7 separate regions of the Mus musculus genome follow, and regions 1, 2, 4, 5, 6 and 7 are each linked to region 3. The links are chromatin contacts, called in public promoter capture Hi-C maps. All regions are on one chromosome and are shown on one strand. Each heading gives the region's core, a stretch centred on a gene start, on an enhancer-like site or on the middle of the called end of the contact. The rest is flanking DNA. Distances are from core to core; before and after follow the strand shown.

Region 1 (2,943 bases), core at 36-2,535, 4.2 Mb after region 3:
GATAAAAGGAGTCTGGAGGGTGTGTGCACCACTGCTCAATCCAGAACCTCTGCTAGAGGTGAAAGACGGCCAAATTCCAAATGTAGACACTAAAACTCCTTTGGAATTCACCACTACAACCCTACCTGTACACAGGCCAACAACACAACAGCAAACCTCCACCGTCAGCACTACAACAAAGGCCAGACTCTACACCGCACTCAGTATGTCCCAGGCATTGTACAAGGCATTTCACCTGTATTATTTCACAGTCCGTTTAGCCTTTCCATCAACACTCTGATGAGCGCCATTTATCCCTTTGTACAGAAGGAAAAGTCTCATCCTTAACAGGTTCAGTTTCCCAGACTAGGCCATCACATCTCCTCCTCTAGAGGAGCCCGTTGCCACGGTAACAAATGAGATGAGGCACGATCAATCACACACTGGCACACACTCACAAAGCCATTGTCATCTGATGGCTCACTGTATCTCTAGACTTTGATAAATAACTTCATCAGCCTCTCTCTCTCACACACACACAAACACACCCGCCAACACTCTCACACCAGCACAGCTAGTGACATAGAGATACTCAGAACTGTGTGCCCACACCCTTGGGCCCCTCTAGCCTGCGGTGGCCTCCTTTCCCACTAGGACCTGTACAGTCACCTGTCCCTGGGCCCCACAGGCCGAGTGCCCTCAGACTATGATAAACAGCTCCATCAGTCTATCACACTCACACACAAGTACAACCGAGATGCTCAGAACTCTGTTCCTACATCCACTAGCGGCCCCTTGTAGTGTCTTCCTTTACACAGGGCACACTGGTCACATCACGCAGTTGGTGGTATTCGCACCTGTTTCTTGGGGCTCACAGGCCTAGTCGGTCTCTCCCTCTCCCTTCCCCCCTCCCACTTCCCTTCTCCCGCGCCCCCCTTCCACTTCTCTTCTCTCGCGCACACACATATACACACGTGGAGTCTCCTGAAGGATTCTCATACTGTGTTCACCCCACAACAAACAATATACGCCAAGCATACACGAAGCTTCAGGCGTGCACCCGAATCAACTCAGATCACCAGAGCGACCCACGCAAACAGGTCTCTGTCTCTCTCTGTCTCTCTGTCACACACACACACACACACACACACACACACACACACACACACACACACACACGCTATCAATCATTCCCACTGAAGGAAGGCTCGCAGTCACCAGACCCCCTCACCTGTCTCCCTGCTGCGTCCTCCGTCTCACAGCTGCCACAGAACTGCTAGCAACAGAGCTCCCGCGCCTGCGCACTCGCCTCCCAGACCCCCAGGGATCCCTTCAGGGCCTCTCCCCGGTCCCCCCGCCCCTCCAGAAGGACGCAGGCCAGTGCGGCCCCGCCCCCAGGGCTTCCCCCGGAGCGCGGAGCCACGCCCCCTGACACGCAACTAGACGCTGCAGTCGCAGAACCCCGGAGACAGCGCGAGGCCACGCCCTCAATAATTTGGTTGGCTATTCTGCCGACCCGTGTGCGCCCTCCTACGCTAAGCGCTTTTCTAAGGGGTTCGGCCAAGCTCCCGTTAGAGTCCATTCAGCATGCGTCCTTTCCGGGATGCTTCTCCTAGCGTTCCACACCTCGGACTCACTGGGCTTCCACGCGCCTTACGCCGTGCGCAACCGCGAGCTTGTACCGCCAACCTCAGGCTTTGGCAAGAGACTAAGGATATCCACGCCCAAAAGGGTGTTTCCATCCTCGTTGTCGCCTGTCTGGAGACCTTGTGACCCTCAGAGGAGAGGACAGAGTTTCTTCTGTGGCTGTTTAGAAAGCCATGGGGGAAACGATGGGCACGTGAGAAGAGGAGCGTTCCACCTTGGAGTCTGATTGAAGACTCTCCACAGCACAATTCAACACTTATAAGGCCGTACTCCCTCCCAAACTATAAACCTGAAATTTTCTAGGAACTCAGTATAAATCTCACGTAAAGGGGAAAGGCCTGCCCTAAACCTCTTGAGCAACCCTAATGATTTCTGGTCCTACCTTATCAAATTATAACTCCATTCAAGCCACTTCCGGAGTCACTTTACATCTCACCAAGTAGAAAGAGAATAGGGGTAATACTTGAGGAAACCCTAGGCTCAGTGAAGGACAAGGAATGACTCTCGGGTCGCACAGCAATCACCAGGATAAGGGTAGACTAGACACCAGACCCTGTTATGGCATCCCTTAGCAAGAACACAGTCATTGGTGTGTGCACAAGTGAAATGCTGTCAGCTGCACAATTCAGTATACCCAACCTGCGTATAAATATAAGTGCCTAGAGAAAGGGAAGTGACTCATTTAGATCTTCAGTCAAGACAGTGATGAGCGTCAACTGTGACATCTGAATGGTCATGTGGGAAACAACGGCACTACTGAGCAAACACAGCATTTCATTTCACCGATGGGAAAACTGAGGTTCCAAGCACATTGGACCTTACCTGAGGCCCCAGAAATAGGAAGTAGGAGGGAAGCACAGAGGTTAAGTTCTACACATCATTTCTCTAAAGGGGAAACCAAGAGACTGAGAGAGCCCCAGTCCAAGAATGGGGGTACAGGGTGGGAGGCTCCAAAGAAGAAGTGTGACTCAGATTCTCACAAGTCTTTCAAAACCTCCATCTATCCAGGAGAAACTATGATGTTACTACCAAAAGAGGCAGGGAATTCGTTATCTTGGAGACCAGAAAGGGTGAGACTAAAGGTTGCATTCATTTCCCAGTGAATGAAAACTAAAATAAAATAAAAAGGGAAGAACATGACTGTTCCTAGGTATGGTAGATGAGAAGGTTTATTGTAGATAAAGGGACACATAGTCAGAGGCACGGATGTCTGAGAGAGTCCAAAGTGAACATGACCCTAAGCAATATGAGGAGAGGGAGGAGGGGAGAGAAGAGGGCTAGACCAAGAGGCCAGGAGGCTAAAGAGAGTAGGTGAAA
Region 2 (3,258 bases), core at 717-3,216, 4.3 Mb after region 3:
TAACCGCTGAGCCATCCCTCCAGCCCCTTTACCTTCCTTTTTAAAAGTCTCTTATGGAACCTAAAGCCTGCCTTTTCATCTGCGATGAGAAGCCAGTGAACACACACTGAGGTGCCCTTGTGCTGCTCAACCTTTACCCAGTTCTGATTGTCCTCAGCTTGTACTTTAGCCCATTGAGCCATCTCCCCAGCATCTGTTTTTGGTTTGTTTTCGTTTTACTTTTATTCTATTAAATGCGTAACTTTCAGTGTCCCCTTCTTCTACCTCTCTCTCCTACACTTCGACCCTGATGTTCATTCTCTCTGAATCCATCAATGGTCCTTCAAAAGGCCAGGAATCTGCACTGGGCACTCTGTGCCCTGAGCTGCACAACTCACCAAATATTTACTCAGAGGACAAGGGCTTCGGAATTGGAACCGATTCCAGCTGCGTACCAGCAATGTGTCCTCGGTCAAAGAACAACTGCTCCTTTCAAAGACTAATCTCCATCTCCTTGGCTGTAAAATGGGAGCAATAATCGAGGTTGGAAAGTCAAGTAAAATAAAGAGCAAAAAAGTACCCCAGAGCATGGCTGGAGAGGTGGCTCAGCAGTTAAGAGTACTGGTTGCTGCTTTTCCAGAGGACCTGGGTTCAATGCCCAGCACCCACATGGCAGCTCACAACTGAAACTCTAGAATCAGAGGATGCAGTAAACACATATGCAGGCAAAATATGGATGCACGTTAAAATAAAAATAAATCATTAAAAGAAAAAAAAAGTACCCAGAACACCACCTGGCAATAAACAAACCCCACCTATTGCATTTACTATCAACACACATTAACCCTCCAACTCCTTGTGAGTCATTTACGTAAAGCCACTGTGAAACAAGCGCCCAAGACTAAATTGTAAATTGGAATAGGTGTTAAAATAGCATATAAAAAGGAGTGAAGACTGGCAGTGGTGGCTCATGCCTTTAAGCCCTGCTCTTGGGAGGCAGAGGCAGGCGGATTTGAGTTCAAGGCCAGCCTGGTCTACAGAGTGAGTTCCAGGACAGCCAGGGTTATACAGAGAAACTCTGTCTTGAAAAACCAAAAAAAAAAAAAAAAAAAGTTAAGATGAGTATTTTTGTTTGTTTGTTTTTAAATTCAATTACTTTCACCGGTTTAAAGCTTGGCATGGCTCTCGAGTGTGATTAAGGCCAGCCTGGGCTACAGGAGACCATACCCAAAACACCATCATCAACAACAACAAAAACCCTGAACAAAACAAAAAAACTAGGCCAACGCTTGTAATCTGAGCACGTGAGAGGCTGAGCCAGGAGGATCAGAACCGAGAGATTTAAGTCCCTCTTATCCTGTTAAAACCTGTCTCCAAGCCCCTTCTGCACATTAATGAATTTCGCCTCTCGCGACAAGCTAATGAGGCGGATACGCTTGTAATGAAGAAATACTTATCCTCCAGAACCTCAACTCGACAGAAGTGCGTGTGAACGTGTGACCAGCACACAGGACTAGCCACCTGCACCGGTCTACGCTGCTATGGCACGGTGCCCCTGGATAGACCCCTTCCCGCAATCCTTTTCGAAGAGGTTAGAGGTCCCGGCGCCCCAGGATTTCTCAGTGGGGTCCAACTTCCACTCCACTCTCAGTTTCCAACCATCCCAGGGCTCCCCCTCGAACATCCCAGCCCCCTCCCGCTGCCCAGCCTCCCCAGGCCTCCAACTCTCCCGCGTCTGCATCTCGCGTTCCTCCCGCTCCCCGGCCCGCCCCCAGAACCCCACCTCCAGCCTCCTATCATCCCCCTCCCCCAAGCCGCCCATCCCTCCCTTCCTCTCCCTCCTCCAGACCTGGGTACCCCTCCCCGTGGTCCGCCCGTTCCCCGTACACCGGACTCCCCAGCCCTTCCTTTTCCCTCTAGCTCACCTCACTCTCCTGGGCGAGGCCCCCCAAACAACCTCACCTTCCCGCACATGCGCACAAAGCTCATCGGGACTCCATGCCCCAGCAGGCTTTGCGCCAAATTCACCCGTACTTCCCCGCCCCCACGTCCCCTCACTCTCTACACTAGGAATCGCTAATTCTACCCAACACTTCCCACCTCTCCCAGCTGGAAACTACATCTCCCAAGAAACATCGCGACAAAGCGGCTTTCCATTAGCCCTACTGTGATGAGTCCTGTACGCTCGTGCGTCCCGAGCTAGCCAGAAAACTACATTTCTTAAAGTGTAAAGAAGAAAACCCGATTCCTATTGGCTCACACAGGCGCAAACAGAGCGCTTCTGATTTTGGACTACATTTCCCAGATTTCACGTGGATTTCCTTCCTCTACCATCCCTCACAAGACACCCCGCCGGCTGACTTCTGGCAAACGCGGACGGGTCGGGGAGGGATAAGAGGAATCTGTGGTTTCGTTGTCGTGGAAACCGGGGGAGGCAGCACACTTGGGAGACCCGCCTCCAGGACCTTTAAGCGCCTATAGAGGAGGTCGTGGAGGCTATGCCAGAGTTCTCCTCAGATCAGCAGTGGGAGATCCGTCTCCTTGACAACAGTTGCAGTATCGCCCTCCCGCTCCAGTACTAGGTTAAAGGAAGGTTGAGGCTGGTCAACGAAACCTGACCTCTGAGAATTAGTTCGCTCGTCCCATACTGTCAGTCCACTCTCTAGCCTCAGTTTCCCGTCTTGTGAATAGGAAGGAAAATATTACGTGTCAAACGGCGCTTGTGTAGCCCCCTACGGACACTGAAGCCTCAGTTTCCCTACCTCAGAAAAGGCAAGAAGGTTTTGAGTTTGCTCTTTGTAATATGTATGGGTGTTTCGCTGAGTCGGTGCACCATGTGCTCGCAGTACCCACGGAGGCCAGAAAGCGGCGTGGGATTCCCTTAGACCTGTATTACAGACGGTTGTGAGCCACATGTAGGTGCTAGAAGGACGTCTAGAATAGCTTGTGCTTCGTTGTTAACCTCTTTGTCATCTTTCCAGCCCTACCCCTACCTACTACCCCAACGCACCACATACACACGTACTCGCAGGAGCGCAAGAAGGTTATGAGACTTTCTGTTTACGTGATAGATGGCTCTTACAAGCTAGTGGGGCAGACAGAGACTCTCCCCTCCTCACTGGACTTCGAAAAAAGGTGACATTGGCACACAAAGGAAATCATGTGAAGCAGAGTTGTTATTGTCCTTACCAAATTCGTGGATGGACAATACCATTGCCCTAGTTTCTATTTACTCACTAGTTTACAGCTTAGAGACGGATCTATCCCCACAACAGCTAA
Region 3 (3,213 bases), core at 361-2,860:
CCATAGGAGGAGATATGTATCCTCACGTCTATTGATTTATATGGCGTTCCTCAGCTTGTTAAGAGCCAGGGTGATCCATAATAGGAAATAAAATATGTGTGATTAAACAAGAAGGGCAAGGGCTTTACAGCAAAACAAATGGTTTTTGCCTTTTGGAAAAATTCATAAGTTTAGTGACTCTGCCTTCATTTCTTTCTACAGTCTCCTTAAAATGTGTAATAATGTATGTATAGCTTTGTTGCATAACTGTTAACTGTGAGATTGAAACATTCCATTCTTAAGTAGGCAGTTGAGACAATGCAAAATAGCTTCAGAAAGTGCCCCCCCCCAAAAATGAGATTTTCAAGGCACATTTTTCCTTAATAAACCAAGCTGCAAAGAAGACTGCGTCCAGACCAGTTAGTTTCCTAGAAGTAGTAGAAAGCTCAGCTAGCCACTTGGAAATTTAGACAACTGAGTATCATTGAAAAGACACTCCAACCTGTTCAATTGACTTTCACTGTTGGTATTTGTTGATATTTTAGTTTGACTCATGCTCTGTAACCATGCTAGCCCAGAACTAATAATTCTCTTCCCTCTGGCATCCTTTGTAGGAATTGCATGGTGTACATCAGCATGAGTTACAACTTTAGCTATCTCTGGTCCTGAGATTGATGGATGCCAAATATACAAATACAGACAAACACAAAACTTTTCATATGCTAGGAGTTTAAGATTTGCTTGAACTCTGTTTAACTTTGTCTTTTTTGTAGTTGTGTACAAGAGTTACATTTAGTTTATGGCCAGTTGGTGGCTGCTGCTCTCTACCTCTATAAGCGGCGCCCTCAGGAGAGGGCGAGTTGCAGAACTTGCTGGCCTCACACAGATCCTGATTTCTTTTTTTTCCTGGAGAGGCAATTTCTGCTTTTTATTGATATTCAGGCTAGTCAGCCAACTTTCTAGCTACCGGACAGATCTAGTTGAAGCTTAAGGAGCTGTGTGTGTTCTCTTAGGGCAACACTGAAGAAGAGGCAAATCAAGTGCCATAGGAGTGGTATTAGAATACAAAGGGAGGGGGTATTTAAGCAGACAACAGGGAAATGTAGGAGTCACTATGGATTTAAATTCGACTCCCTGCAAGTGGCTTCCAACAGTGGACTAGGAGGCCAAGTGCCCTGAGCTAGTTCAAGAGGCTAGGCATGGGCTCTCCATCGGATGTCTGCCCAGCATTTGGGTACACATGGAGAAATCCCGCAGTTCCCCCGGAGTTTGAGTTCATCTATACAACCACAGCCTCTTTTGACCTCCAGTCTAGCATCCTTGTATTCTGTTTGCCCCCAAGTTGGAAAACACTGGGGTGGGTGGCCCCAGACTATGGCCGAGGACTTCAGAAAAGAAGACAGATGAAAAGGGTTGTTTGCTAGCGTACATGGCGCTTCCCAGCACACATCCCTTTTGGCCTTTGTTCCAGGTGATGAAGTTGCACAGCTTCCCCACCCACAGACGCATATCTGAAGGAACTACGTTACCCAGAATGCACTATCCACAGAGAGAGGAGCATGAGCCAATGAGAATTTAGGATAGTACCATCTTCGGGTTTGGCTGGAGGAATGGGGCGGGATTTCCGGCTGCGCTCTGTGGCGCTCATTTTAGCGGTTTTTGGGTCCCTCCTTCCAGATCGTGTGCAAGACCCCTTTGTCCAGAGGTGTACGGATCGAAGAATCTCAAAGGAGCGGTTCTAAGGGCGTAATATTCATCGCAGCCCCGGCACTGACAGTGGCAGTATTGTCCAGGTCCCTCGTCCCCGTTTCCCCGTTGTCTGCGCTCGCTTACTTGGATGGCTGTGCCCACGCTCATGCACCAGGCTTAGGTAAGTGGTGCGACATTTGTGGCTCCCTTGTCCTCGCCACTTATCTTGCAGAGTCGGAATTAGGGAGTCCCCTTAAGTCGCTACTCCCCAGATCCCTGTATTAGTAGGAGTACGTGATTCGGCTTTTCTATTTGCAAAGCTACAATGAGGAGGCGGAGTGGTACAGCCAGGGCCATAGTGTGTGTAATTTCTTGGAGCGACGCTGAAGTGTGGACTATTTAGGCCCGTAATAATGAGATGAAGTGTTGTACCATTTTCCCCATGACAGGAATTCGTGTTATGGAAAAACTACACAGACTTGAGTGTGGGTTTTAGGGTTTCCAAAAAGCTGCTGCTCGTGATGAGAGTATGTATGTATATATGTATGTATATTCTCATCTCAGCTAGTTCTTGGACCACCCTAGGGTTTTCCAACCTGGGAGTTGTGTGGAGATATATTATAGGCCAGTTGAGTCATTGTTCAAGGGTCCATAAGTAAGCACAAGCACTGAGGATTTAGGATCAGATGTAACGAGGGCATCCCTATGTCACTTTGCTCCGGGTTGGGAGAGGGTATAGGAAAACCTAAAGCTTTGGGTCCCTGCCATCATTCATAACATCTCTCATCTCACAGGTGTCCATGACTGCAGAAATGGATATGGCCCTCATGCAGGTGAGGAGAATATGTCCTAGGCTGTCACTGAGATATTTGTCTTGAGTCAAAGGGGCCTTAACAAATTGAAGATTGGAGTAGTTCCTTTTGGTAACAAACAATAGAATGTGATCTGTAAGGTTGACGCAGGCATTGATTGGCATGTGTAAATGTTTGGAGATGAGGCTCATGTGGTTCATAGAACCCCAAGTGTTTTCTTCTGAGGGAAGTGAAAGCAGCAGGGCAGGATTCAGATCTGGAATGAATCTCAGCGTTCTGCTTTAGAGTGATGAGAGTAATTCAACATTTAGGGAAAGGAAAGGGAAGAGGAGGGAGGTGATCTAATCTTAGTCACATAAGCCTCCATGTTTCTGTGGCATGGAGAACCCAGTTATTGTGAGGAAGTCAATAAGACCATGGGGGAAGCTGCCATAATAGTTTGGGAAAGTGTTAGCAGTGATTACACCAGGGTGAAGATGGAGGAAGTGGCAGGAGTCTAGATTAGTTTTGAAATTGGAGCTGCTTAGAGTCTCAGATTTTAAAGAAGGGAAGATACTATTTATACAGGCTGTAGGACAGTGGTTCTCAACCTTCCTAATGCTGCCATCCTTTAGTTCCTCATGTTGGGGTGACCCTCAATCATAAAATTATTTTCATTGCTACCTCATAACTATACTTTTGCTACCTTTATGAACTGGAACATAAATACCTGTGTTTTCCTTTGGTCCTAGGC
Region 4 (2,966 bases), core at 5-2,504, 4.1 Mb after region 3:
CCTCTAGAGGACTGGGGTTCAATTCCCAGCACCCACATGGCAGCTTACAACTGCCTGTAACTCTAGTTCCAGGAGATCCATGCCTCCAGCCATGCATTTGGTGTACATATTTGTGCATGCAGGCAAAATATCCATACAAGCAAAAATAAATAAATCTTTAAAAATAAAAACACATTCCAAAAGGGAGAGAAAGGAGCACAATAAGAAAATCAATACTGGACCAAAGAACAAAGACGGAAAACAAGCAGGGCAAACTCTAAATTCTGCATCTCTGTGTCATTCAGATCTCCGAATCCTTTCAGCTTTGCTGACTGCCACGTACTTCTCTGTCTTGGGCTGGTTCCACACTCAGGCTGCAGCTACCCCACGACTCTAGTATCTCCAACATCTTGAAGTCTCCAACACAATCCTATCTTCACTTTACCCACTTCCCTCAACGGCCTCTCAGGATTTCTATGCAGGGATACAATACTCCTGTCAGAAAGCTCTTTGAATCCTTTCCTTTTGAGTCGCTATGGACACTTCATCACGTAAGCATGGCTGTGTAAATCATTTATCTGAGTGTGGGTTGCACACGCCTGTAATTACAGCACTTGGAAGGCTGAGTTAGGAAGATCAGAGTTCCAAACTCATCCTCTACTTACATAAAGAGTTTGAGGACTGCTGGATTACATGACATTCTGTCTCGAAACATCAACAAAAGGACTGGCATCTGGTGATCAACCTCAGCTCCTGTCCTCTCCTGGATGGGGTTTGGGACTGATCCTCTAATCCCGTTTAGCGTCTGCGATGATCAGCACCGACTCTGAAACTACCTTGAGTCTTGTCAGCCATCAATCAAGAGCAGTCAACAAGGTATTTATTACTTTGGAGATTCCAAGCATTTAAGTGCTGTAATGCAGATCACTGGAAGACACACTTATCATCATACATTTCACAGTTCTCTCACAATCACAGCACTTATTTCTCTCAGACTCTGTCTCCCTCTCTCACACCGAAAACTTACAGCCCAGTTCCTTTCACACACGCACGGGCCTGGCACACCCAAGCACAGACTTAGATCCGGACGCCCAGTCGTCTGAGCTTTCGTGCCCCCTAGATTCCACGCAACCGCCTGCCTACCTCCAGACAGAAAACACAGGGACCACGAGGATCTCCCCTGCCCGCAGCGCTCGGGCTCCCACTCCCTAACAAGCGCCCGCTAGCTGCCTTACCCAGACGCTGTCAACCGAGGAACGCTGGGAGGTTTCCTACAAGCTATGTGTGCGCAAGCGCAGCCTCTGCCAGCGACGACCTAAGAGCTTAATCTGAGAAAGGTGGGGCTGAAGGGGCGTGTACTCAGCGAAGTCTGCGATGAGAAGCGGGTACTACGGAGAACAGTTTCTTAGACTGAGGGTGAAGGCAAAGCTAAGCAGAGAAGAGCAAGGGTCTCAGAAGTTTGATGTGAGGGGCTGGGCTTAGATAGGAAGGTTCCCAGAAGAAACTGGAGTAAGGGGCGGGGCTTGGTGGAGAAGGGGCGTGTTCTCAGCAGAGTCCCTGGAGAGGGCGGTACTAAGTGGGTAAGGGGCGGGAGCTTATCCGTATTAGGTGAGGGGCGGGGTTATCAAGTAGGGCGGGTTCTCAGCTCTGTGTGAGGTGAGGTGAGGGCAGGGATTAGAGGAGGGGCGGGTTCTCAGAAGAATCCGAGGTGAGGGCGGGGCTTAGCAAGAACGGTTGGTCTCCGCCTCCGGAGGTGAGGGCGGAGCTTGGAGGAGAAGGGGCGGGTTCTCAGCGGCTCGTGTGAGGGCGGTGCTAAGCATTGAAGGAGTGGGTTCTCGGCAATCTGAAGGGGCGGGGCTTAGCCAGTAGGGCGGTTCTCCTCACAGTCAGAGGTGAAGGCGGGGCTTGAAGAAGGGGCGGGTTCTCAGCAGATTCTAGAGGGCGGGACTTAGTATAGAAGGGGCGGGTTCTCAGCAAAATCTAGAGGGCGGCGGGGCTTGAGGCGAAAGAGCAGGTTTTCAGCGTAGTGCATGGTGAGCCTGGCGCTAAGCAGAAAAGGGGAGGGTTTACAGCATTCTGAGATGAGGGGCAGGGCTTAGCAAGTAGGGAGGTTCTCCCCGCAGCCCGAGGTGAGGGCGGGGCTTGAAGGAGAAGGGGCGGCTTCTCAGAGGAGTCAGAGAAAAAGGGCAGAATTTGAGGAGAAAGGCACCATTTAAGACTGTTTGCAGAACGGATTGGAGCTGTGACAGTGTGTGGCTGAGTGCGTGATTATACAGAAGGGTTGCCCAGGATTCCTAGCCGTGTCGGTTAGGGCGAGTCTTGCGCCAGCTCTTTGTTAGGCTCCCCACCCTTTCGTGAGGCTTCCCTCACACTCTTTTGTGAGCCTCCTTGATGTCACTGTCCCTTACTTAACCAAGCTCGATCTTTATTGTTAGTTTTTGAGATTATAATTTTTGTAGAGGGAGATTTGAGGTGGTTAGCCCAGACTAACCTCCGAAATGGGTAACTCTTGATCTTTCTGTATCCATTCGTTTTCTTCCAAATTGAAATCAATGGTGTGAGCCCCCACGACGCAAGGCTTGGAAGTTTGATCTTTGCGGGAAAGCTTTGCTACAATAAAAACAGCCACTATTCTACATCTGATTGTCTCCTCCCTCCCACTCATGTTGATCACCTCTGGGATCAGCAAACCAGCATATGTTTCACCTACAAAATGGGAATGTCATAATGTTGGAAGCAGCAAATACGACAATGTCATAGGAACCAAAATATAAGAGTCAGATTTTTTTTCTTTTTTTTTCTTTTTTTTTTCCTTTTTCCGGAGCTGAGGACCGAACCCAGGGCCTTGGGCTTGCTAGGCAAGCACTTTACCACTGAGCTAAATCCCCAACCCCAAGAGTCAGATTTTTTTTTCTGCCTTTTGCCAAACTAGAAATTAACCCTGCATTGAAGAACCAAGAAATCGATAGTTGTATTAAAAGCTGAAA
Region 5 (3,154 bases), core at 168-2,667, 4.2 Mb after region 3:
TGGCTGACTTAACCTAGGGCTTCAAGCATTCTAGCTAGGCAGGAGCTCTATCATTGGGTTACAGCCCTAGCGCACTTCCTCCCCAGTCTATGTTGGTTCCATAAAGATGAAGATTTTGGTCAGGCGGGGTTCATTGTTGTGTCCATTTCAGAGTCTGACATACAGAAGGCGAGTAATGAATGATGCGTGAAAAGGTAAGGCAGAGAGAAGGTAAACAAACAAGGGAGAAAGAAACCCAGCAACGTGGGCCCTGAACCAGGAGATGACCAATTTTCATCCGCTGCTCTGGACAGGGCACCGGCCAGCTAGCACTGCGCATGCGTGCTCGAGCACAGCCCCCCCACCACCACCACCACCACCACAACTACCCCCACCCCCGACTCCTCGTCTAAGAGACCGAGGAGAGCAAGCAGCTCCTGCGCAGCCTGAGTGAGTTCTGGTTCTGACGACCGGAAGGGAAGAGACAGAATTCAGCGGAGATTCTAGGACCCCCGAAAGCCGCGCCCTAAAAGGCGTTCCCAGCATGCCTTACGCCGCTCCAGTCAAGCGCAGTACTCCACCTCCCAGAGGCCCTTGCGCGGAGTCGCTCCGCAGCCGCGCCTTTGTGAGCTCTACCGGCGCCGCGAGATCGAGCCCCGGCCCCGGCCAGATCTGCCTCGGCGCCGAGTGAGAGGTGACGAGGACTGAGGAGACGCTCGGTGAGGATCAAGGTACCGCGTGGGAGAAAGTGTAGTGGGTGCAGAGTGACCGTGCGAGACCACGCCACCGTATATGAGGGGCCTATTATGATTGTAAGGTTGCAACTATGTGAGACTGAGGCGGTGACAATGTATGTGACATTATAAGACAGCACCCCATAATGGGGGGAGCCTGTGACTGTGAGTATGGAGATACATGAAACAGAGAGAGAGGCTTGTGCCAGTGTGTGATAGCGCTAGGGGATGTGTGTGGGAACATGAGTGAGTGACTGTGGCTGAGCCTGTACACTGTGTGAGACTGAGGTGGTTATCATGTGTGTGACAGTATGAGACCACCCACTTGCATGAGGGGGGCCTGTGACTGAATACTCTGTGAGACTAAAAGACTGTGACAGTGTATGTGATTGTACCGGGGAGGGATCAGCTGAGTGACAGTGTTAGACTGGATCACTGTGTATTAAGGACTTCTGACTGTGAGACTAAATACTGTGTGAGACCGAGGCTGTGACATTGTGTGTGACAGATTGTGACAATATAAGGGATCATGTGGGAGAATGTGTCTGAAGACTCATATGACAGTGAGACCCCACACCGTGTGAGGGGGTCTGGTACTGCATACACTGTGTAAGACTGAAAGGCTGTGACAGTGTGGGTGACTGCACAGTGGAGGGTGTATTATATGTGAGCACTTTGGAGTGGGGATCTGAGTGGCAGTGTCAGACCACACCTTGTGTACGAGATGCCTGTGGCTGTGAGACTGAATACTGCTTGAAACTGAGGGGTTGTGACAGCGTGTTGACTGTATATGACAGCATGTGGGAGAATGTGTTTGGAAACCTATCTGACAGGGTTGAGACCAAGCCACTTTATTGTGAAGGCCTGAGGCTTGAGACTGTGCCAAGAGTACTGTCAGGGCCTGTGACAGTTTGTGAGACTGAATGCTGGCTATGACATAGAGTGAGAGGCTGGGACAATAGGTGTAGCACTATGAGACCATGTCACAGTGTTGAAGGGCCTATGATGGTGTATGAGACTGTGAGATCCCATAAGGATGTGTGTGAATACACAAGACTATGCCACCAGGTACAAGGGGGGTCTGTGACAATGTGGAATGTGGGGATAAAGACGCCATGAGGGGCTTTGAGGCTGCATTTGGGACTATGTGATATTATTACAGCAAGACTTTTGCTACCAGCTGGGATGGAGCCTGTGACAATGTATGGGCCCGAATAACAGTGTATAGGGCTATTTCATTGCATCTAAACAGTGTAACTGTTTGAGACAGACAGTGCTGGAAAATATGTGACAGTATGAGATATCATAGGGGGGGAAGGGCGGGGGGGGGCATTTGTAGGGTATCCTGATCCTGGTCCACTGTCTTCTAGATCACATGGTCCCTTTGCTACCCACTCTGTGCAAAGTAGCTTCACTTGATGGCCTACATCTCATCCTTATGGAAAGGGTGGAGATATACTTCCTTTTAACGTCATCTATACACTATAAATTCCAGTCTAGTTTCCAGTTTGGCACAGTTATTTTCTCAACTATTGCCTTGTGTATCTTCAATGATGTAAACCTTCATGTGTGAAAGGTGGAAGATTCTAATCTAATAATGCCAGTCTTAAATTGCTCAGACATAAGTGAAAGAGATAACTTAGACATAAAATATATGTTGAGTCCCAGAACTATACAGTACATAGGAAAAGCATTGTTAAATGTAGGGATACCTCAAATGCATGTCTGTGGAGGGAGGAGAAGGACAGAGGTGTGATGCTGGGGCTGCAGGATACACCTGGAACTTACAGTTTCCTGTTTCTGTCCACTTTACTTTCTTAGGACACCTCCCTGCTCCCAGAAACACAGCCATACATTCTTGAAGCTTTAACGCCATGTCCAAGGTAAGAAGCGTTTCTTTTTCCCTGGAATGCCACCTTATTTATCAGTCAGGCTAAACCACTTTGATTTCAGAAATTCAGCTGCCTGACAAAATCTCCTCTCTCCAGTGACTTGCTCTTGTTCTCCACTGCAACACAAGAGCTAGTCCCCCAAGACTAAGCTAAGAGCACCCTTTCCCCCGGCCAGCAAGGACGCAGTTCAGCCTCGCCTGTGGGTTCAGTGCTCTTAGGAACTCACTCTAAGAGGCAAAAATACATTTTTTTTGGTGGGATTATGTAAGCTCATATTGTGGGTATTAGAGGTGTAGATGTGTGTGGTAGCTTTTCTCTACAATCTCTGGTTTGAAAGGAAATAGGAGGGCTTTTGGGGGGTCCAGAGTTTGGGCATTTGGCAGAAACTCATGTTCAAGATGATTTTCAGAAATCCGATGTATCAAATTGGGGATGGTGCTGTTTTGTTTTCCAAGACAGGGTTTTTCTATGTAGCCCTGGCTGTCCTGGAACTCGATCTGTAGACCAAGCTGGCCTTGAACTCACAGAGATCTGTCTGCCTCTGCCTCC
Region 6 (2,853 bases), core at 280-2,779, 3.3 Mb after region 3:
GCTAAGGCAGTGAGGTGGGAGAGCTCCCTCACAGAAGCAGAGAGGAGGGGGATAGGATAGGGGGTTTGTGGAGGGGAAACTGGGAAGGGGGATAACATTTTAAAAGTATTAAAATAATAAAATAAAGCTGATTCTGTTTCCTAATCCACCCGTATTCAAGGATAAACAGCAGCCTTCAGCAATCAGGATGTCTCCATGCTTAATTTTCCCCAGAGTTGTAGATCTGTGTGACTAGCCAGCGGCTGACATTCCCACTATACTACTGGGTTTTGAAATCTCAGTCTCCCTCTTTTTGTATTTATTTATTTATTTATTTATTTATTTATTTATTTATTTATTTTCTCCCAGTATGCATATGTATGTGAGTGTACAAGTAGAAAAGCAGGGCACAATTTTCAGGAATCAGTTCTCTCCCTTTATCATGTAGGTTCTGGGGACTGACTTAAGTACTCAGGCTTGGTAGCAAGTGCCTTTACCAACTGAGCTATCTTATCAATCACTCATTCTTTCTTAGGGTCTCACCATGTATCCCAGGCTGGCTTTGAACGTGCCTTGGTCCTCTCTAGTGTTCAGACTCCAGGGATATGCCTCCATGCTAAATGTTACATTCCATTCTTAAGAACCCCCACAAAAATGAATTCCACTACCAACGTGAGGCAAGAAGTGTGGCCACACTGGTGAACTTACTAGAACACCCCACACTCACCTGTATACAGACCATACCCTTTTCTGTAGATCTGGGAACCTGTGGGAAGAAAGTTGTAAGAATCAAAGACCATGGTAAGTTTTCATGGACCTGGACCCCTGTCCAGTCCTGAATCTTCATAACCTTTTATATCTAAATTATCTCTAAACTATGCATAGTGCTGAGTCATAGCAGCTGCGGGATGTTGCACAAAGCTTTATTCTCCTGAGGGCTCCATATTATTCTCTTCCAGCCCGCTCTAACTCTGTGCAGCTTTTGGAATATTTTGAATAACCTCTAGCTACATTTATCTTCCATTCAGTCCCGCTGGCTCCTCCGTAGTGAGGGCATAGTTAATGCACCTCACCTTGCCGTTTTTTTAGGCTGGAATGCTCCCGGTTAAAGTGGCCAAACGTGATACTGCCCACACAAATCAGTCAATCACTCTTCTCTTGGTCCCACTCTTCCATGCCTCATCAGACTAGTTACGAGAAATGCGGATCCCATCCACGAGCTTGGCACTGTTCTGGACACAGGGATTAAGTTTTTCATAAGGATGTGAGCTGAGCGGGAGTCCTCAAGGGGCTCTAGGACTCAAAGTATCTAGGGAGAGGGAGCGCCTAGTATGTGGCACTTACCTGAGCCAGGTGCTTCAGCGCCGCCATCCGGCTCTGTAGAGTACGCAGGGGCCGGTGCACGGCCGCCGCGGCTGATGATGGTCTGCTTGGCCGACACCCAGTGCCTGTTCGCTCTCGTACCTTTAGTCTAACTTGCTGATTTTAAAGCTCAGAATCCTCCAAATACCAACCCATGGACAGTTAAACCAAAGACAGGACAAAATGCAGGAAGTACCGCCCAATGTCTGTCGACCTTCCCAGGCAGAAACTGCCCTCTTTGGCTCAGCAGTTTGCTACTCTGCTCTTGGCATTGTGGGTAATGTAGTTCCTACTGCTCAGGCTTGAACCAACAGCAGCCCATAATCCATCCTCACAATGATCTTAATTTGTTTCAGAATATTTCTGCAGTAAAGGAAGAGTGGGGATTTTATTTGGGATTTTATTTGGGGGAACCTATATGTATTTATAAAGGAAAACACTCCAGATGCAATGCTGACACATCTCTGACCATGCTTAGTGAAGAAATATGTTGCTACTTATGGAAAGATATTCGACACACTGTAGCATGTTTTAAATAGAGATAATTTAGCCCAAATTTTGAAAGTTAAAACAGCAGACAGGAAAAACTTTTCGAGCCTCTCTTGAGAGGTTTTGTAAGCCACTCTGCATTTAGAATGAGTGAGTTAAATATAGAGTAAGCCAAATTGAAGAATAAATATGAAGAAAGAAATACCAAAACATCTAGTTGGGAGAAAATATCCAGCAAAAACCAAACAAGGCAGCCATCTGTGAGTCCTAATGGGGGAGATCCCCCGCAGAACAATGTCCTATCAGGTAACTTCAGGAAAGAACAAGGAGCACCATAAAGGGACAACATCATCCAATCAGGTATTCACAGCACTAGCAGAAGCTAACAGGGTGGGGAGGGCAAGGTGAGGCAATGACGGAGTTCCTGACTGAGCTTTCTCCCCAGGCATGAGCTTCCTATGGCTGAATTGTTCTTTTTCAATACAATAACTTATTAATGTATTATTTGTTTCTTTGTTTTAAGACAAGGCATCACTTCATAAGCCTGGCTGGCCTGGAACTCACTATGTAAACTACGCTGTTCCCTAACTCATAGGGATCCTCCTGTCTCTGGAGTGCTGGAATTAAAGGCATGGGCCATCACTCTGGGCACATTACAGAGATTTTTATATCCTAGGAGAAACAGTAGTAAATTTTGTTAGAAATGTTCACTTTATACCTGTTCTGAAGGACACACAATTTAACATTCAGGCTGTTTTGCTTTTCCCTCTGAATGAAAATTAAGACACAATAGCTCCAGGGTATGGTGGAAGAGGAAATTTTTATTGTAGATGTAAGGGAGAGTATAGACTGAGGCATCTAGAAAGATTCAGACAGACCAAGAGAGAGAGAGAATTCAAGGGAAGAAGTGAAGAGAAGAGACAGAGACAGAGACAGAGACAGAGACAGAGACAGAGAAGGGGTAGGGGGTAGGAGCAAGCTGATCAAGAGAGGCAAGAGTAAGCCAAGAGATCCTGTGGCTGA
Region 7 (3,009 bases), core at 230-2,729, 3.4 Mb after region 3:
CAAAGAGCAGGCTACATCTGACTATTGTCACTCTGTTCTGTTGTGAGGCCACTTTCCTTGGACAAAGAATCCTTGTCCATCTTATACTGTACCACTTTGTGGAGCTGGTGCTTGCCACATTGCTTGCAGAAAGTCTGGAGTATCTTAGTAATGTTCACATGTTTACAGGAGTAGTACTGGCACAGAAAGGAAATACAATCTTCAGGAGAGTAAAAATAAAAACAATAAAAACAACCTTCTAGGACTGGATTGCTATCAGGGACATCAGCCCTGTGCCTGGGCTCATTATCCAGACCCCAGGGTTCTGTAACATCAGTAGACCGGGGACCATGTACCATCTCATCTGCATCAAGAGTTTGCAGCCCAGCTGACCCAGCTGACCTGAGAGGCTCATGAATAGAGGCATTCCTACTTAAGGCTTAGAATCAGTCACACTAAGGCAGCAGATTTCAGACTTGTCCAGATGTCAGAAGACAAAACCTATCTCCGCTCCTACCTTCCAACCTTGTTTTTCTTTTAGTAAAAGGGTTTCTTGTGTATTACTGGAAATTGCTCTGTAGAGAAAGTTAGCCTTGAACTCCAAGATCCATTTGTCTCTGCCTCTCAAGTGCTGGAATTAAAGGTGTATGAGCCATCTCTTCTGGGTATTGTAGTTCAGACAATGTGGACCATGGGAAACCGGGACAGTTGCAGAAGGGGAAAGTGGAGAAGCGATATGCATGAAATTAACAGGACTTCTGCGGACACTGTCATGATTACAGATACGCCCGTGTTCGCATTTTCCAGAGCAGTCTTGGGGGGGGGGGGGAGTACAGCAAAGCTTCCTAAATGTTCCTAAATGTTCCTTTAATTTTCTCTTAGCACAATAGAAGCATTAATCCTGACGACTCCATAGTGGTGTGAGAAGTGTCTGAATCTAGAGTCCTGTGGTGAAGGAATCTTTGAATCCAATCCAAACATGTCCTTTTCCCCTCTTCCATGGTCACCATTTCTGTATTTATTAGCCCACGAACCTGGCGAGTATCATTTCACACAAGGCAAATGTCTCAAATGCAAAATTCAACTTTGCCCGTCTCCTGTATTTCTAGACATCAAATAAAACAAGGTTTCACTATGTAGCCCTGTCTGGCCTGGAACACACTATGACAGCTTCGAAAACACAGAAATCTACCTGCCTCTGCCTGCAGTTCTGTAATTTAAGAGTTCCAGCAAGCCTGACCTTGTGACTCAGCCTCTACTATTTCTAATCCACATCTAACTCACCTAAGGTAGAAAACGGTGTGGAGAAAATAGTCTCCACGCCAGTGCCAAGAAATCCACTGAAACTTGGTCTTGTCAAGCAGGGCAGTTGTGTCCGGATCGCAGAAATTTGCTCCTGCATGAACTACATTGCCCAGAAAACATTGCATGAAACTCAGCCAATGAAAATGGGCATTTCAGCGACGGCGAGAACCGTTGGGCGGGACTTTTGGCTTTGCGTGCTGGAGGTTCTTTGTAACTTCCTGGACCCGTCAGTATGGCTCACAGAAAACTGGTGTCATCTGCTTTGGCCATGGCAGGAAAGCCGGCACGTTAAAAGCGTTTGTCCCCCGTCACAGAGACGGATCTGAGGTTTGCGACAGCTCGTGTGATCTGATCCAGGCTTCGAGTGCGGATGGCGACTTCCCAGGGCCCCACCATCCTCTGGAGCCCGATGGTGATTGTGGAGGCTGCGGGTGGAGCCCTGCCCCAGGTGAGTGCCTAGTGATCGCCCACCTACCTGAGTTCTAGAGCACTGAGATCTGGGTCAGGAGCCAACAGGGCAGACGTTCATGTCCCCGACTGTAGGGTACGGATGAACGAAATAATGTTTTTTGACATCTGTGTGCTAGATCGCTAGAGCCATCCCCTCTGACTCACAGTGCCTGTTGGACTGTACCTCCCAAGGCTTGTGGGCGGGCCTGAGCTCGGAGACAGAGCCCTGGGGTGACCTCTACTGGCGTTTTAGATGAGGGAAAAAGGGCCCAGTACCCCTAAGGACCTGACTTTTGTTTATAGAGAGACTGGTAGCCATGGAAGATTTGAACAGAGGTGAAACTTGATCTATTCAAACTTTCCCAAGCATCTCCGGGGGAATATTGAGCAAGGATGAAGTTATGTGGATGGAGACAGAGATCTATGAATCCTTAGGTAAATGCTGTGGACTAATGCAGCAGTTAGGGTTGTAGACCATAGAGGGAGAGATTAGTCTTCAAATATCTGAATTTTTTTGAGACATATGTAAACGAGGCTATGTAAACGAGGCTAGAATCAAACTTGCAATCCTTTAGAGTGATTGGATTAAAGGCAGGACCTCCCACTTCCTGCTTGTTTGACTTTAAAGTAGTACTTTCTTTCCCTTTTATTATTCATTCATTCATTTACTTACTTACTTACTTACTTATGTGAAAACATTCAGCATTTAACTAAAGTCTGCTGTGTTAACTACTTTTCCCCCTGGAACTCAGGTCTGGCTGGCCTATGTAGCCAGTGCTTGCCTCAGTCTCCGAGATCTGCCTTCCTTTGCCTTCCAAGTGTTGCAGTTAAAGGGATGCACACCATGCTTACCCAATAACTTTTTTTTTTCATTTTCCCCTTGGCTTTTTATAGAGACAGGGTTTCTCTGTGTAGCCCTGACTGTCCTGGAACTCTCTCTGTAAATCAGCCTAGCCCTGAACTCAAAGATCTACCTGTCTCTGCCTCCCTAGTTCTGGCATTAAAGGAGCGTGCCACCACTGCCTGACATCTTTTTTGGTTTTTTGAGACAGGCTTTTTCTGTATAGGATTAAAGATGAAAGCCACCACCACCTGCCTCCCAATTGTATATAGATAAACCTATACATTCTAAAACAATTGTGTGTTTGTGAAATTCTCGACACAAGCATTAGTGAGGTGCATAGGAAACAGCTGTACTGAGTACTTCACGCATAGGACTCAGTTTGGTGCAATCACTTTCCTTTTGAGCTAGGATTGTGTGGCGGTATTAATGAG

The links. Promoter capture Hi-C pulls out the DNA fragments that hold promoters and counts their contacts.
Region 1: a promoter capture Hi-C map of pre-B cells shows a contact between it and region 3. The contact joins the promoter of Zfp667 here to the promoter of Zik1 in region 3. A contact is called at or near these places in 6 of 39 promoter capture datasets (cranial neural crest, frontonasal cranial neural crest, hippocampal neurons and 3 more).
Region 2: a promoter capture Hi-C map of second pharyngeal arch cranial neural crest shows a contact between it and region 3. The contact joins the promoter of Zfp444 here to the promoter of Zik1 in region 3. A contact is called at or near these places in 5 of 39 promoter capture datasets (cranial neural crest, frontonasal cranial neural crest, maxillary cranial neural crest and 2 more).
Region 4: a promoter capture Hi-C map of second pharyngeal arch cranial neural crest shows a contact between it and region 3. The contact joins the promoter of Zfp78 here to the promoter of Zik1 in region 3. A contact is called at or near these places in 5 of 39 promoter capture datasets (cranial neural crest, frontonasal cranial neural crest, maxillary cranial neural crest and 2 more).
Region 5: a promoter capture Hi-C map of second pharyngeal arch cranial neural crest shows a contact between it and region 3. The contact joins the promoter of Zfp583 here to the promoter of Zik1 in region 3. A contact is called at or near these places in 5 of 39 promoter capture datasets (cranial neural crest, frontonasal cranial neural crest, maxillary cranial neural crest and 2 more).
Region 6: a contact with region 3 is called in a promoter capture Hi-C map of pre-B cells. The contact joins the promoter of Zfp418 here to the promoter of Zik1 in region 3. A contact is called at or near these places in 6 of 39 promoter capture datasets (the C10 cell line, cranial neural crest, frontonasal cranial neural crest and 3 more).
Region 7: a promoter capture Hi-C map of pre-B cells shows a contact between it and region 3. The contact joins the promoter of Zfp954 here to the promoter of Zik1 in region 3. A contact is called at or near these places in 6 of 39 promoter capture datasets (the C10 cell line, cranial neural crest, frontonasal cranial neural crest and 3 more).

What each region holds. Positions count from the first base shown.
Region 1 is chr7:6,284,922-6,287,864 of GRCm38.p6, reverse strand. Zfp667 (zinc finger protein 667) reads right to left here and starts at 1,285. Exons shown (of 5, transcript NM_001024928.2): 1 at 1,211-1,285.
Region 2 is chr7:6,171,221-6,174,478 of GRCm38.p6, reverse strand. It overlaps Zfp444 (zinc finger protein 444), which reads right to left and starts at 1,966. Exons shown (of 4, transcript NM_028316.3): 1 at 1,905-1,966.
Region 3 is chr7:10,493,778-10,496,990 of GRCm38.p6, reverse strand. It overlaps Zik1 (zinc finger protein interacting with K protein 1), which reads left to right and starts at 1,610. Exons shown (of 4, transcript NM_009577.3): 1 at 1,610-1,849; 2 at 2,463-2,501. The coding sequence starts at 2,469.
Region 4 is chr7:6,361,596-6,364,561 of GRCm38.p6, reverse strand. Zfp78 (zinc finger protein 78) reads right to left here and starts at 1,254. Exons shown (of 5, transcript NM_001025163.1): 1 at 1,215-1,254.
Region 5 is chr7:6,328,697-6,331,850 of GRCm38.p6, reverse strand. Zfp583 (zinc finger protein 583) reads left to right here and starts at 1,417. Exons shown (of 5, transcript NM_001033249.3): 1 at 1,417-1,781; 2 at 2,535-2,596. The coding sequence starts at 2,588.
Region 6 is chr7:7,170,029-7,172,881 of GRCm38.p6, reverse strand. It overlaps Zfp418 (zinc finger protein 418), which reads right to left and starts at 1,529. Exons shown (of 4, transcript NM_146179.2): 1 at 1,324-1,529; 2 at 707-745. The coding sequence starts at 1,350.
Region 7 is chr7:7,119,946-7,122,954 of GRCm38.p6, reverse strand. Zfp954 (zinc finger protein 954) reads left to right here and starts at 1,479. Exons shown (of 5, transcript NM_172738.3): 1 at 1,479-1,732. The coding sequence starts at 1,655.